Linked DNA regions of Sus scrofa: region 2 is linked to region 1. The links are chromatin contacts, called in public Hi-C maps. All regions are on one chromosome and are shown on one strand. Each heading gives the region's core, a stretch centred on a gene start, on an enhancer-like site or on the middle of the called end of the contact. The rest is flanking DNA. Distances are from core to core; before and after follow the strand shown.

Region 1 (6,851 bases), core at 3,029-5,528:
GAGTGAAATAAGACGAAGACAAATATTGGATGTGGAATCTTAAAAAAAGAAAAAAAAAAAACAACCCTCAAGACCAAAAACCGAAATCATAGGTACAGAGGACAGATTGGTTGTTGCCGGAGGCAGGTTTGTATATAGAGGGGGTGAAATGAGTGAGGGGACAAAAGGCACAAACTTCTAGTTATAAAATAATTCAGTCCTGGGGGCTTAATGTACAGCGTGGTAACTGTACTTAATAATATGAATTGCAGAGTTCCCGTCGTGGCGCAGTGGTTAATGAATCCGACTAGGAACCATGAGGTTGTGGGTTCGATCCCTGGCCTTGCTCAGTGGGTTCAGGATCCGGCGTTGCCGTGAGTTGTGGTGTAGGCTGGTGGCTACAGCTTCAATTTGACCCCTAGCCTGGGAGCTTCCATATGCTGCAGGAGCAGCCCAAGAAATGGCAAAAAGACAAAAAAAAAAAAAAAACCCCAAAAAACCTGAATTGCATATTTGAAAGTGGCTAAGAGACTAGATCTTATAACTTCGTATAAGGAAGACATGTTTTTGTAACTGCGTGGTGACCAATGTGCACCAGACTTTGAGGATCATTTTGCAACCTCTTCAGATATCGAATGGCACAAATAACTAATCTAAGGCAGAAGGCAATAAACTTCATAGGAGAGAGAGAAAATGTTTTGGATGTTTATAGAGGGAATTCAAGGACAGCCATTCATCTTAAGTTTAAATAAATTTATTTTGGCACTGAAAAAAAAAAAAGAGTTCCTGGAGTTCCCATCATGCCTCAGTGGTTAATGAATCGGACTAGTATCCATGAGGATGCAGGTTCAGTCACTGGCCCCGCTCAATGGGTTAAGGCTCCAGTATTGCTGTGAGCTGTGTTGTATGTAGGTCACAGATACAGCTTGGATCCCCAGTTGCTGTGGCTGTACCATAGGCCGGCAGCTGTAGCTCTGATTTGACCCCTAGCCTGGGAACCTCCATATGCTGCAAGTGTGGCCCTAAAAAGTCAAGAGACATAAAAATTTTAAAAGTTCCTGTTGTGGTACAGTGGGTTAAGGACCTGGTGCTGCTGCAGCTGTGGCCTAAGTCACAGCTCCAGCTTAGATTCTGTCCCTGGCCTGGGACCTTCCATATGCTGTAGGTCCAGCTGAAAGAGAAAAAAATAAACAAACAAAACCAAAAAAGGAGTCTTAGAGTTCCCTGGTGGCCTAGTGGTCAAGGACTTGGTGCTGTCACTGCTGTGGCTTGGCTTACTGCTGTGGCACAGTTACTGCTGTGGCCTGGGAACTTCCTCATGCTTCAGGCTTGGCCAAAAAAAAAATAATGTAAAAAAAAAAAAAAGTGTTTTGTAAGACTCGGGACACTCTGGCTGGTGGTGACAGTAAGCAGATGGGGGGCTCCAGGGAGGCTCTGAGCATGAGCAGGACACCTGGGGTGGGTGCAGGGTGCTGTGGCTGAGGGGGACACAGACCCCACCTGGCATAGGTGTTAATGAGAGCAGCAAAGATGGAGCAAGAAGGGACAGAGCAGCCCAGCTGGCGGTTGCAAAGCCACAACAGGGCAGAAGAACTCTTGGCGAGCGGAAGTGACTTGACGAAGGTCGTTGAGCTGGATGGAGCCAGTTGGAGACCAAAGTGGGAGGCTGGGCTTTCTCTCCCTCTGCAGGCTTTCCGGGCTTCTCTGCCGCAGGCTCTTGAGGAGGGGAGACAAAACATATTTATTTCGACCCATACAACTGGCTTCACCAGCCTGCAGTACGACTAAAGTTACCTTCCTTGTACATATTCCAAGTTATTGTTCGAGACCACAGCAGGCCAGATGGGTGGGAAGCCCTCGGCCAAGTTCTTGGACGACTTGTGGAGACATAGGGAGGCACAGTTTTTGTCTGTTTGTTTGTTTGTTTCAGGGCTGCACTCGTGGCAAATGGAAGTTCCCAGGCTAGGGGTCAAATTGGAGCTGTAGCTGTCGGCCTACGCCACAGCCACAGCCAGGTCGGTGACCTACACTGCAGCTCAGGGCAACACTGGATCCTTAACCCACTGAGCGAGGCCAGGGATCGAACCCAAGTCCTCGTGGATACTAGCCGGGTTCTTAACCCACTGAGCCACAACAGGAACTCCTTTTAAAATTATTTATTTAGATGTAGGCACTTCTAAAGGGCCAGACCTCTCTCCATATGCGCTGCAGAGAGAGACCTGGAGGGGCCTTCTGTCCCCAGCAGGCTCCGTTTTCTCCTGCCTTGTTGCTCATGGTTGCTGCTAGAGGCTGGTGAAGACAGGTCCTGTGCTGCCTGAGGCTGCCCTGCTCAAGGCTGTGTCATCCATCCAACCCCATTGTGCTCAGCTTCCACCTTCCTTAAGCCCCTGGATGCCTGGGCTGTGAGAATTTCAGCTCTTCTGCTGCCCATGCATGGCTCATTCTGGGCGACCTTGCTCTCTCCATAGTCCTGATGAGCGAGTCCTTGGGGCTCGCGTCCTTGGGGCTCGTAGGCAACCCTTTATTTTTTTAAATGTTTTATCTTTTTATTTTTTGTCTTTTCCAGGTCCGCACCTGCGGCATATGGAAGTTCCCAGGCTAGGAGTCCAATCGGAGCTGTAGCTGCCGGCCTACGCCACAGCCACAGCCACGCCAGATCCTTAACCCACTGAGTGAGGCCAGGGATCGAACCTGCAACCTCATGGTTCCTAGTCGGATTTGTCAACCACTGAGCCAGGACGGGAACTCCAGTTTTCTATCTTTTTATTTTTTATTTTATTTTATTTTATTTTATTTGTCTTTTTGCTATTTCTTGGGCCGCTCCCGCGGCATATGGAGGTTCCCAGGCTAGGGGTCTAATCGGAGCTGTAGCTACTGGCCTACGCCAGAGCCACAGCAACGTGGGATCCGAGCCGCGACTGCAACCTACACCACAGCTCATGGCAACGCTGGATCGTTAACCCACTGAGCAAGGGCAGGGACCGAACCCACAACTTCATGGTTCCTAGTCGGATTCGTTAACCACTGCGCCACGACGGGAACTCCAGTTTTTTATGCCTGCACCGCAGCATGTGGGAAGTTCCTGGGCCAGGGACTGAATCCGAGTCACAGCTGAGACCTCCACCACAGCTGCGGCCACGCCAAATCCTTTAAACCACTGTGTCCGGCCGGGGATCAAACCCAGCTTCTTAAGGCACCGCAGCATGGTGGGAACCCCCAGCACAGCGCTTTAGTTCATAGCACCTGCTCAGCGCTGGTCCCCAAAGCACAGCTTCTAGCATCTATCCGTCAGGAGGCATCTTCCATCTGTGCCCAGCTTGCCCTCCTCTGGGAAACTGTTCTAGGCTTTAGCACTGACGCCAGGTGCATCTGCCCAAATTTGGATGTCGAAGCCCCAAGCCCCAGGGTGATGGTATTTGGAGGCGGTGCCTTTGGGGAGTGATCAGGTCACGAGGGTGGAGCTCTTTATGAGAAGAGGAAGCAATCGCGCCCCCTCTGTCTGCTGCGTGAAAGCAGTGTCTCTTGTCTAAGGCACCCAGTGTGTGTGTGGGGTACGCTGTTGTAGCCGCCGAGCTAAGGCACAGGGGCCCTTGTTCTGGCTCTTTCTTTGCTCCCAATGGCTTCCTCTTGGGCCCTCAGGTTCCCTTTCTTTTCAGCAGACCTTAGTCAGAGCCATGGCTCTCCTTAGGAGATCCTTGTCACGTCAGATCCCCCAAAGGAAAGAGGTGGGGTTCTCGATCTTTCTTCTTTAATGGATCGAGGTACAGTGAAATCCGTCTATTCCAAAGACATTCCCTGGCCCCTGTGAAAAGGGCCCGGGTCCTCTCAGCAGCCAGCCCTGCACCAAGGCCTGTGAGAGGAGCAGTCTTGGCCAAGCCCCGGGGACAGGCTTTGTGTCCCCTCCCCTGGAGGGCAGCTGATTGAAGCCTCTGAGGAGAGGCTGCAAGGCTTCTAGCAGAGCGGCCTGCTGCAAAGTCACTTGCAGAGAAATTGTTAGCAAGTTTTACCTGTCAGCTTGGGAAACAAAACAAGGTTACAGGTACCTGAATCAGGAACCAGGTTTCTTCATCAATAGTTAATTACAAAAAAGCTCTTGCCTGGATGGATCGCAGGCAGCCAGGCGGCCCTGATGGGGGGTGGGCGCCCGCCAAGGCAGGGGCCTGGGCAGGGGCTGCCAGAGGGTGGGTGGGGCGGGGGTGAGATCAGAGGTGTGTGTGGTGTGAGGCGATTGGGCAACACCTGGGATATTCGTCAAAGACAGAACCAGGAGGGAGAGCTCACCTTACGTGAACTGCAGACGGAACAGCTGAAGGCCGGGAGGACAGAACACCCGCAGAACCGGCCCAGGAGGAAGATTGACTCAGGCCCCACCTGAGGCCCAGGTGAGGGGAGGGCGGGGCTTATCGGGGGTGGGAGTGGCGGGAGTGGCAGGGGTGGGGGTGGGAACCAAGGGACCCCAGCAAAGGCCAAACGCGGTGATGGAGGGAGTGGGCCGCAGGCCCCAGAAGGCCTGGCAGGTGCAGCCCAGGCCCTTCCTCACGCTTTCAGGGTGGGCGGAGCGGGCAAGCAGGGCATCTCCTGCCTGGGAGGGTCCCAGCGCCTCCCAGGGCGCGGTCCTTTTCATCCTGGGCTCGGGCGCTTGCAGGTGGATTTGCATACCGCCAAATCGGAGGGGCCTTCCGTGTCACTAACTTGCTAAAAGGGTGTGTGTGTCGGGGGCGGGGGGGGGGGGCGTTCAAAGAGCATGACCGCTGAAGATATGCTTGCATTTAACCTTGAAGGGAACAGTTTGAGGATTCCTTGGGGCAGGTTGTCACGCAGCCGGGCCGCATCCGAGACATCCGTGGGTGATGCAGGGCGGGGGCCCCTGGGCTGCGGAGGAGGTGGGTGGTCCTGCCTGGTGGGAGGGGCCGTCCTCCTCCAGCCCGACCCGAGAGCACGCTGCTCTCTCCTGCTTTCGGCAAGAAGCGGATAAGATGACAGTGGACTGTGTAGATTCCGCTCCCCGTCCCCATTTCCTAATTTGACTAAGAGGAATGAAGCAGAGATCTGATAGAAGCTGCGCGGTGTGTTAAACGCTTTCGTGGAAGGTAAAACTCGAGAGGCCCATCTCTTTCCCCCCTCCTCCTCCGCCTCCCAGCCCTTAGAAACCTGGGGCTTATAAACACAGGCGTCCTGGCTTTTGAACTTGGAGTTCAATAGGTCTGGTCATTACACGGAGAGAAACTACCACTGTTTGATGCCATCTTGACACCTTCAGGGGCTTTGCAAGCCTTTAGTGACTCTCAGATGGAAGTCAGAATAACCAGAAAGTGTACAGGATTCGACCTGGAATTTTTTTTTTTTAAATTGAAGTATAGTTGTTTACCATGTTAAGCTGGGATAAGTTAATAAAAGTAAATAAAGGAAAAATGATCAGAGGAAATGCCGGGGCCAGCTCAGCAGGATGGGGCTGAAGAACGAGTGCTGTGGAACTTAAGGAAAAAAGGTTAACATAAAACAAGACACAGAGACATTTATCTTAAGTAAAGGTGGGAACCGGGGGACTCAAGGTCTCAGGGACCAAGAGCGCCCTGCCTCAAGAAACCACACTGCTTTTATTGTGAGATCAAGTGAGGAGTGGCTATGGGTGGATGATACAGGGTTTGTTTACTATTATATAAGTTCTTTTACTATTTAGAAAGCCACTTAGGTGGTAAAGGGTTAAGCTCTTACTCTGACCTCTAGGCACATAACAGTTCTTAAGCTTAAGTCACTTATGCCTTTAGGTCTTTGTTCTTAAGCTTAAGTCATTTACCAGCACTGTGACTGTTTTTCCAAGAAGGAAGATGGGATAAAATAAGACAAGAAGATGGGATAAAGTAAAGAAGGGCAAGATGGAGTTTTCAAGGAAACATGTCTTGCGACAAGGAAAAAGTCGCCAAATTGCACCTAGGAGTTGATTTGTGGAAAACTTTAGTTAGCAGAATGACCCCTGGGACTTCCCTTGTGCAGATCTGGCATTGCTGCAGCTGTGGTGCAGGTTCCATCCCTGGCCTGGGAACTTCCACATGCCTCCGCGTGAGGCAAAAACAACCAACCAACCAAACAAAAAAACCAACACTTGAAAAAAAGAGAATGATCCTTTTACTATTTAATGTTTTGCTTCAGTTATTTGGAGAGAGGCAGGATGCTAAAAAAAAATGTTGGGGGATCCGGTGGAAGTGATGGAGTCTCCGTTCTCGGAGACTGGCGCATCATGCAGGTGTGACCACAAGGTGGCGCTGCCCTCATGGAAGTTGGGAACGTAAGCGGAAAAAGGAAAGAAAAAACCTAGCTTCTTCAATGGTGAAAAAGTAAAACCCTCCAAAAACGAAATGACTTTTCATGTCTATTATAGTAACTTAAAGAAAATTTCCAGAGGAGTTCCCTCGTGGGGTAGCGGGTTAAAGATCCCACTTTGTCACTGCAGTGGCTCCAGGTTGCTGCTGTGGTGCAGGTTGGACCCTTTGCCAGAGAACTTGAACGTGCCATGGGCCGGGCAAAAAAAAGAAAAAAAGTTTTCCAGAGACACGCATAGGTCCAGTTCCACAAATCGAAAACAAAAGTGCAATCCGGTTTTCAAAAGAACATAGTCAGTACCCCGGAATCCCCTTATTTCCCCTTCCAGTCCTGGCTCCCTGTCTGACTTCGAGTAGCATAGGTTAGTTTTGCTCGTTTTTGTACTTCAGTAAATGGAAGCAGGCCAGATGCGCTCATTTGAGTCTGGCTTCTTTCACTTATTGTGAGAATCATCTGAGTTGTTGCACAGTCTAACTGGCCGTGTGCTGTCCCATTGTGTGAAGAGACCCCAGTCCATCCACTCCGTTGCTGAGAGGCATTTGGGTAGTTCC
Region 2 (6,817 bases), core at 2,215-4,714, 34 kb before region 1:
CAACTCAGGATTTGAGCCGTGTCTGTGACCTACAGCACAGCTCATGGCAGTGTCGGATCCTTAACCCACTCAGCGAGGCCAGGGGTCGAACCCACAACCTCATGGTTCCTAGTTGGAGCGTTTTTGCTGCGCCTCGATGGGAACTCCTGGGTATCCGTTCTTAAAGGGATACATGCAAAGGGTTCTCAGAATGCGTAAATCTACCACCAGGTGGCATTGTTTTGTTTTTAGCTTCTCAGGATTGTTTCTGCCATTGTACAGAGGGCTGGCTCGTAAATCAGCCGCTGACATATCATGTTGTTTGTCTGGCTTTCTTCATTTTGTTTCATCACTTCCAGCTCTCACTCCCAAGTCTGTTGGCTTTGGGTGTCTTTTGACACTGGTCCAAGTACCGCTCCTTAATCAATGGGTTTGGGGAAATGGTTATAGGGTAGAACCAGCTTGCACGAACGTCTTATTCTAGTATAAGATACAAGCAGAAGAACACACAGCTCTTAAGTGGACAGCATTCAGCAGCTTTACAAACTGAACACACCCTTGCAATCAGCATCCAGATCAAGAAGGGGAACATTTTCTCCCTTTCTCTTTCTTTCTTTCTCTCTCTCTCTCCTTCCTTCCTTCCTTCTTCTTTCTCTTTTTGCTTTTTAGGGCTGCACCTGTGGCATGTGGAGGTTCCCAGGCTAGGGGTCAAATGGGACCTGTAGCTGCCAGCCTATGCCACAGCCACAGCAACGTGGGAACTGAGCCGTGTCTGCGACCTACACCACAGCTCATGGCAACCCAGATCCCTGACCTACTGAGTGAGGCTAGGATTGAACCTGCATCCTCATGCCTCATGCATACTAGTTGGGTTCATTTTTGCCAGGCTACAAGGGAAACTCCAAGACGTGGAATATTTCCTTGGCTCAGAGGCTCCCTTCCAGGCACTGCTCCTGTGGGGTGACTGCTATTCTGACCAAAACAGCGTAGGTTTGTTTGCCTGAATAAACCAGATTGTTAAGTGATAATATCAGAGAAGCCAAATTCACAGCCATCCAAATGACTGGCCACAGTCCCAGTGCATGAGAACAACATGGGGCTTTTCAAGACACAGACACAAGAGGGTTCAGCCAGGGCTTCTTCTTGTATGCATGTCTCATAATGTAAACTCTCCTAACTCAGGGTCACGTTTTCTCATGGAATAACTGCAACATAGGATTTGCGTGACTCCACATTTGGGGCTAAACTGAGACTTATTCATGTCTTTCACATTGCCCAATTTCCTTTTTTTTTTGTCTTTTTGCCTTTTCTAGGGCTGCTCCTGTGGCACATGGAGGTTCCCAGGCTAGAGATCGAATTGGAGCTGTAGCCGCCGGCCTACACCACAGCCACAGCAACGCGGGATCCAAGCCACGTCTGCGACCTACACCACAGCTCATGGCAACACCGGATCCTTAACCCACTGAGCAAGGGCAGGGATCGAACATGCAATCTCATGGTTCCTAGTCGGATTCGTTAACCACTGCGCCACAATGGGAACCCCTCCTTTTTTTTTTTTAATTTAAATTTTTAATTTTCTTTTAAAAATTTTTTGGAGTTCCCATCATGGCTCAGCGGTTAGCAAACCCGACTAGCATTGATGAAGGTGCAGGTTCGATCCCTGGCCTTGCTCAGTGGGTTAGGGATCCAGCAATGCCGTGAACTGTGGTGTAGGTCGCAGGTGCGGCCTGGATCCCGACTTGCTGTGGCTCTGGCGTAGGCTGGCAGCTACAGCTCCGATTGGACCCCTGGACTGGGAATCTGCATAAGCTGTGGGTGTGGCCCTAAAAAATACAAAAAAAGCAAAAAAAAAAAAAGAAACAGAGCTGAGAATCAGCAGAAATACCCAAAAGCTGAAACAAATAAACAAATACCTTAAAAAAAATTTTTTTTGGGCGTTCCATCGTGGCTTAGTTGTAACCAACCCAACTAGTATCCATGAGATTGAGGGTTCGATTCCTGGCCTCGATCAATGGGTTAAAGGTCCAGAATTGCTGTGGCTGTGGTGTAGGCCGGCAGGTATATCTCCGATTTGACCCCTAGCCTGGGAACTTCCATAAGCTGCAGATGTGGCCCTAAAAAAAAAAAGACAAAAAAAATCTAGTTGATTTACAGTGTTTTTTTTTTTTTTTAATTTTGTTATTCTCTTAAATTTTTTTTTTTTTGGTCTTTTTGCTATTTCTAGGGCCACTCCCACAGCATATGGAGGTTCCCAGGCTAGGGGTTGAATTGGAGCTGTGGCCTACGTCGGATCTTCAACCCACTGTGCAAGGCCAGGGACCGAACCTGCAACCTCATGGTTCCTAGTCGGATTCGTTAATCACTGAGCCATGATGGGAACTCCTTAAAATTTTTTTATTAAGGTATTGGTGATTTACAATGTAACATTGCCCAATTTCTTTCTTTTTCCTTTCTTCTCCTTCTTCTTTTTTTTTTTTTTTTTTTTGCTTTTTAGGGCCACACCTGCAGCATATGGAAGTTCCCAGGCTAGGGGTTGAATTGGAGCTATTGCCGCAGGCCTATACCACAGCCACAGCAATACAGGATCTGAGCCACATCTGTAACCTATGTTGCAGCTCATGGCAACATCAGATCCTTAACCCACTGATCGAGGCCAGGGATCGAACCCACAACCTCAATGATTTAGCTGGATTCTTAATCTACTGAGCCACAAGGGGAACTCCCCGCCCAACTTCTAATTTAGCCTAATTTCAATTTGCACACGCCTCAATCCTCCGTGAACCCTCCATGGGGTGCTGAGGGATCACTTGTAGCATCTCTGGGACCCTGGGGCCCAGTTGTGGCGACAGGAGGGGATTCTGGCTCTGAGGGCAGCACACAGGCCCTGGAGTCCCACCGCCCACATTCCAGTCCTTGTCTGCTCTTCCTTGCGGTGTGACCCTGGGTAAGCTCTTACCACGCAGGGCTCGGCTTCCCCATCTCCACATTGGTGCCTGGTTGGCACCAATCCTGGCCAAGGGGGGAAAGCCTACCTCCCCCACCCCCAACAGTGTGCAGGGCTTACTCCCCTGAGAGAGTCCCCAGAAAGCCAGCCTTAGGTTCAGATGCCAGGGTCACAGGCCCGGATTGGGTAAGAGCAGAGCAGAGATCGGCCCCTCTGTTCCTGGTCCAGAGGCAGTTGGAGACACTAAAAATTCTGGAAAATTCAGAGGCAGGAAGTGAAGGGGGAAGGGCGGAGGGGAAACAGCAAAGGGCACCCTGGCCGCTCTGGGCCTGGCCCCCCTCCCAAACTGTGCCTTCAGTGAGGTTGGGGCGGGGAGGACAGCCCAGGTGACTCCCTGTCCCTGGGAAGCCAAGATGAGACAACCCATCCCCCGCTCCCACCCCCACACCCCCCCGAGGTCCAAATCCATTTCTGCCTGTTTACGTCCAAAGTCCTGGGCACTGGGGATGCCAGGTTTGGTGTGTGCGGACACACAGACACGCAGACGCACAGGGCTCAGGGCCCGCGTATGGACCCTGCCCCCTCCGCTCCCACTTTCCAGGGCTGTCCGCGCACCCTAATTCTCCAGCCTTCGGCCGCTCTCCCAGCCGGGCATCTGCACAGCAGTGAGGGACCCAGGAGTCCACCTTGAGACCTTCAGCAAGTAAAAGGGGAAGAAGGGCGGGGGGTGGGGGCTGGGGGCTGGGGTGCCGATGGGGCCGCGCAGCTTCAGAAGACAGATTTTTGGATGCTGGGTCTGGGAGGGAAGGGGAGAAAGAAGAAGGGTCTCCGCGTAGCCGCTGATCCCTTAGAAAGGGACGGGGCCTCCCACACCCAAGTCTGTTCAACCCCAGCCTCAGCCTTAACCTTGGCGGTGACCTGGTTCGAGGTCTAGCCAGCCTTAGCATGACAAAGGAATATCAGGATCTGCAGCATCTGGACAATGAGGAGAATGACCAGCAGCACAGAAAAGGTGAGGGGACGCCTCCGGCCATTTCCAGAAGGCTCTCGCCCCGCCCCCTCGCCTCGGCTCCTCTTCCTCCTGTGACCCTGACTCTTCCTGGGGTCTAAGCCGCCCTCTTACAGGAGGGCAGGGTGCAGGGCTGCAGTCCCTTTCTTGACCCCTCTCCTGTCCCTCGCCTTGTCACCAGCTTCTCAGGACCCTGGGGAGAGGGGTGCTCAGGGGCGTGGGAGTAAGCGGAAGAAGTCAGACCCCCTTCTTTCCTCTTCCAGCACCCCAAGAGCTTTGGCCGAGTGTGTGTGAGTGGATGTGAGTGTGTGAGTGTGAGTGCACAGGTGTCTGGGATTTTTAAAAAATTTTTTATTTATTGGAGATCCCATCGTGGCTCAGTGGTTAATGAATCCGACTAGTAACCGTGAGGTTGCAGGTTCGATCCCTGGCCTTGCACAGTGGATTAAGGATCCGGCGTTGCCCTGAGCTGTGGTGTAGGTTGCAGACGCGGCTCGGATCCCATGTGGCTGTGGCTGTGGTGTAGGCCGGCAGCAATAGCTCTGATTAGACCCCTATCCTGGGAACCTCCATATGCTGCGGGTGTGGCCCTAAAAAGACAAAAAAAAAAAAAAGATAAGGAAATATTTATTATTATTATTATTTATTTATTTATTTATTTTAGTGTGTGGCATTAGTTTGGTCAAGGGGTAAGATGTCTTTGAAAGGCCAAGGGATCCCTGAGAGTGGGGGAGATGAGGCCCTCCTACATCAAAAACCAACCCCCCTTTCTTCCTCCTGCGACCAGGGATGTTTGGCTGAGCCAAGATGAAGTTCTTGGTGGATGGGAGAGGGCAGTGCCTTTTGATGGGGGAAGGGGCTGCTGGTGAGAATGGAGGGGGGCCCCCCCACATTCCAGCTCATGGGGGACAGGGTTCCTGAGAGCGACTTGGGGAAACTGAAGTCTGGTTATTCTGCCTCCTGTCCCTGGGCCCAGCCAGAGAGGAGTGGGATTCACGGGGAGAGCAAGAAATCCACTTCTCTTGCCTCACCTGCAAGCGCCCCCCATCCCAGTCCCCCAGTCTTCCTGCTCACGAACTCGGGCCTCCAGGCTGAGTTCATCAGCTGCAGTGACTAAGTTCAGCCACCAGATGTCAGCAAAAGCCCATGAACTGGGTAGGGTTCCGGCCGGTCAAAGTTTCCGTCCCTCCCCTGCTCCAGGTCACCGCTGGCTCCTCAGCTTCACCCACCGCCTAGGTTTCCTTTCTTCCCCCATTCCTCTTTTCTTGTCGTGTCTTTTCCTTCTTCTTTCCTTCCTTTCCCTTCCTTCCTCCCTCCCTTCCTTCTTTTTTGGCTGTGTCTACATGCAGAAATTCTTGGGCTAGGGATTGAACCCTTGCCATGGCAATGCTGGCTCTTTAACCCACCGAGCCACCAGGGAACTCCCATGTTTCTTAATCTATAAGGTTCCTGCTCGTCTACAAGAGGAGGCCCAGGATGCTCTCCTCCTAGGACCCCAGAGCTGCCCTGCCCCAGGTCCCCTCTGTCCCTGAGGGCGTGACGCCCTCTCCTCTTGCAGGGCCACCTCCTCAACAGTCACTCTTTCGGCGTCTCTGCTCGGGACCCTGCCTCCTCCTGATTTCCATGGGCCTTAGCCTCCTGCTGCTGGTAGTTGTCTGTGTGATCGGATCCCAGAGTGAGTTCCCTGGGGCTGGCTGGGGAGGGAGCATTGTTGGGGTGGGATGGGGGACAGTGGCAGGGGGAGCGCTGGCTTGTGGACACGGCTCCTCATGTTGTCCTGTCCACACCCTCTCCTGCCCAGACTCCAAGCTGCAGGAGGAGCTGCAGGCCCTGAGAGAGACCTTCAGCAACCTCACCGCGAGCACAGACGCCAAGGTCAAGACCCTCAGCATGCAGGGTGAGGAGGGCTGGGGCCTGGTGGGGGGGTGCTGGGACCAAAAAGCAACAGCGGGATACTGAGCGGAGTCTCCTCCAGGAGGAAATGTGGGCAGAAAGATGAAGTCTCTGGAGTCCCAGCTGGAGAAACAGCAGCAGGACCTGAGTGAAGGTCAGAGAGGGAGCCTGTGTACACGAGTGTGCACAAGTGTGCATCTGTGTGTGTGTGTGCATGTGTGCGCAGGATACAGGGGTCTCGGGCCAAACCAGGGAGCTTTGTGGCAGGAGCATCTGTGATCTGGCCTCAGCGCGGAGATGACAGAGCCTTCCCAGCTCTCAGGGTACATCCTGGCCCCTTTCCCTCCCCTGTGCCCATCTCCGTGCCCCCTCTGCCCTGCTGTCCCCCTAGATCACTCCAGCTTGCTGCTCCACGTGAAGCAGTTTGTGTCCGACCTGCGGAGCCTCAGCTGTCAGATGGCTGTCCTCCAGGGCAATGGTGAGGAGTGGGGGTGCCCAGCCCCTCTTTCCTGCCCACTTCCCCTCAGCCCCTCACCTTCCCTCTGTCCCCCCACCCCTGCTGCCACCCTGCAGGCTCTGAAAGGACCTGCTGCCCGGTTAACTGGGTGGACTATGAAGGCAGCTGCTACTGGTTCTCCCGCTCTGGGAAGCCCTGGCCGGAGGCCGAGAAGTACTGCCAGCTGGAGAACGCCCACCTCGTGGTGGTGGGCTCCTGGGAGGAGCAGGTGAGGGCCCCCCTCCACCCCAGGAGGGGCTCAGCTGGGAGGCTGGCAGGCTGAAGGCCGGGTCTCCAGCCCCTTCTTTGTCCCCAGAAATTTATCCAGCACCACGTGGGCCCTGTGAACTCCTGGATCGGCCTCACTGATCAGAGCGGGCCCTGGAAGTGGGTGGATGGCACCGACTACGAGTCGGGCTTCAAGTGAGTGTGCGGCGCCCCGTGGCACTGCCCCTCCAACTGCGCCCCCTCCCCAGTGGGGGGGTCCAGGGGCGCC

What was found. A called contact is a pair of places that touch in the nucleus more often than the background predicts.
Region 2: a contact with region 1 is called in a Hi-C map of liver, with 2.5 times the contacts expected there. The contact joins the promoter of ASGR1 here to the promoter of ASGR2 in region 1. A contact is called at or near these places in 1 of 5 promoter capture datasets (liver) and 5 of 47 Hi-C or Micro-C datasets (embryonic fibroblasts, fetal liver and liver).

The regions. Positions count from the first base shown.
Region 1 is chr12:52,503,996-52,510,846 of Sscrofa11.1, reverse strand. ASGR2 (asialoglycoprotein receptor 2) reads left to right here and starts at 4,278. Exons shown (of 11, transcript XM_013981301.2): 1 at 4,278-4,361. LOC110256107 (a long non-coding RNA gene) reads right to left here and starts at 4,341. Exons shown (of 3, transcript XR_002337354.1): 1 at 4,261-4,341; 2 at 1,480-1,695.
Region 2 is chr12:52,537,229-52,544,045 of Sscrofa11.1, reverse strand. It overlaps ASGR1 (asialoglycoprotein receptor 1), which reads left to right and starts at 3,464. Exons shown (of 9, transcript NM_001244458.1): 1 at 3,464-3,626; 2 at 3,817-3,935; 3 at 5,491-5,607; 4 at 5,734-5,829; 5 at 5,908-5,979; 6 at 6,217-6,303; 7 at 6,399-6,550; 8 at 6,638-6,744. The coding sequence starts at 3,869.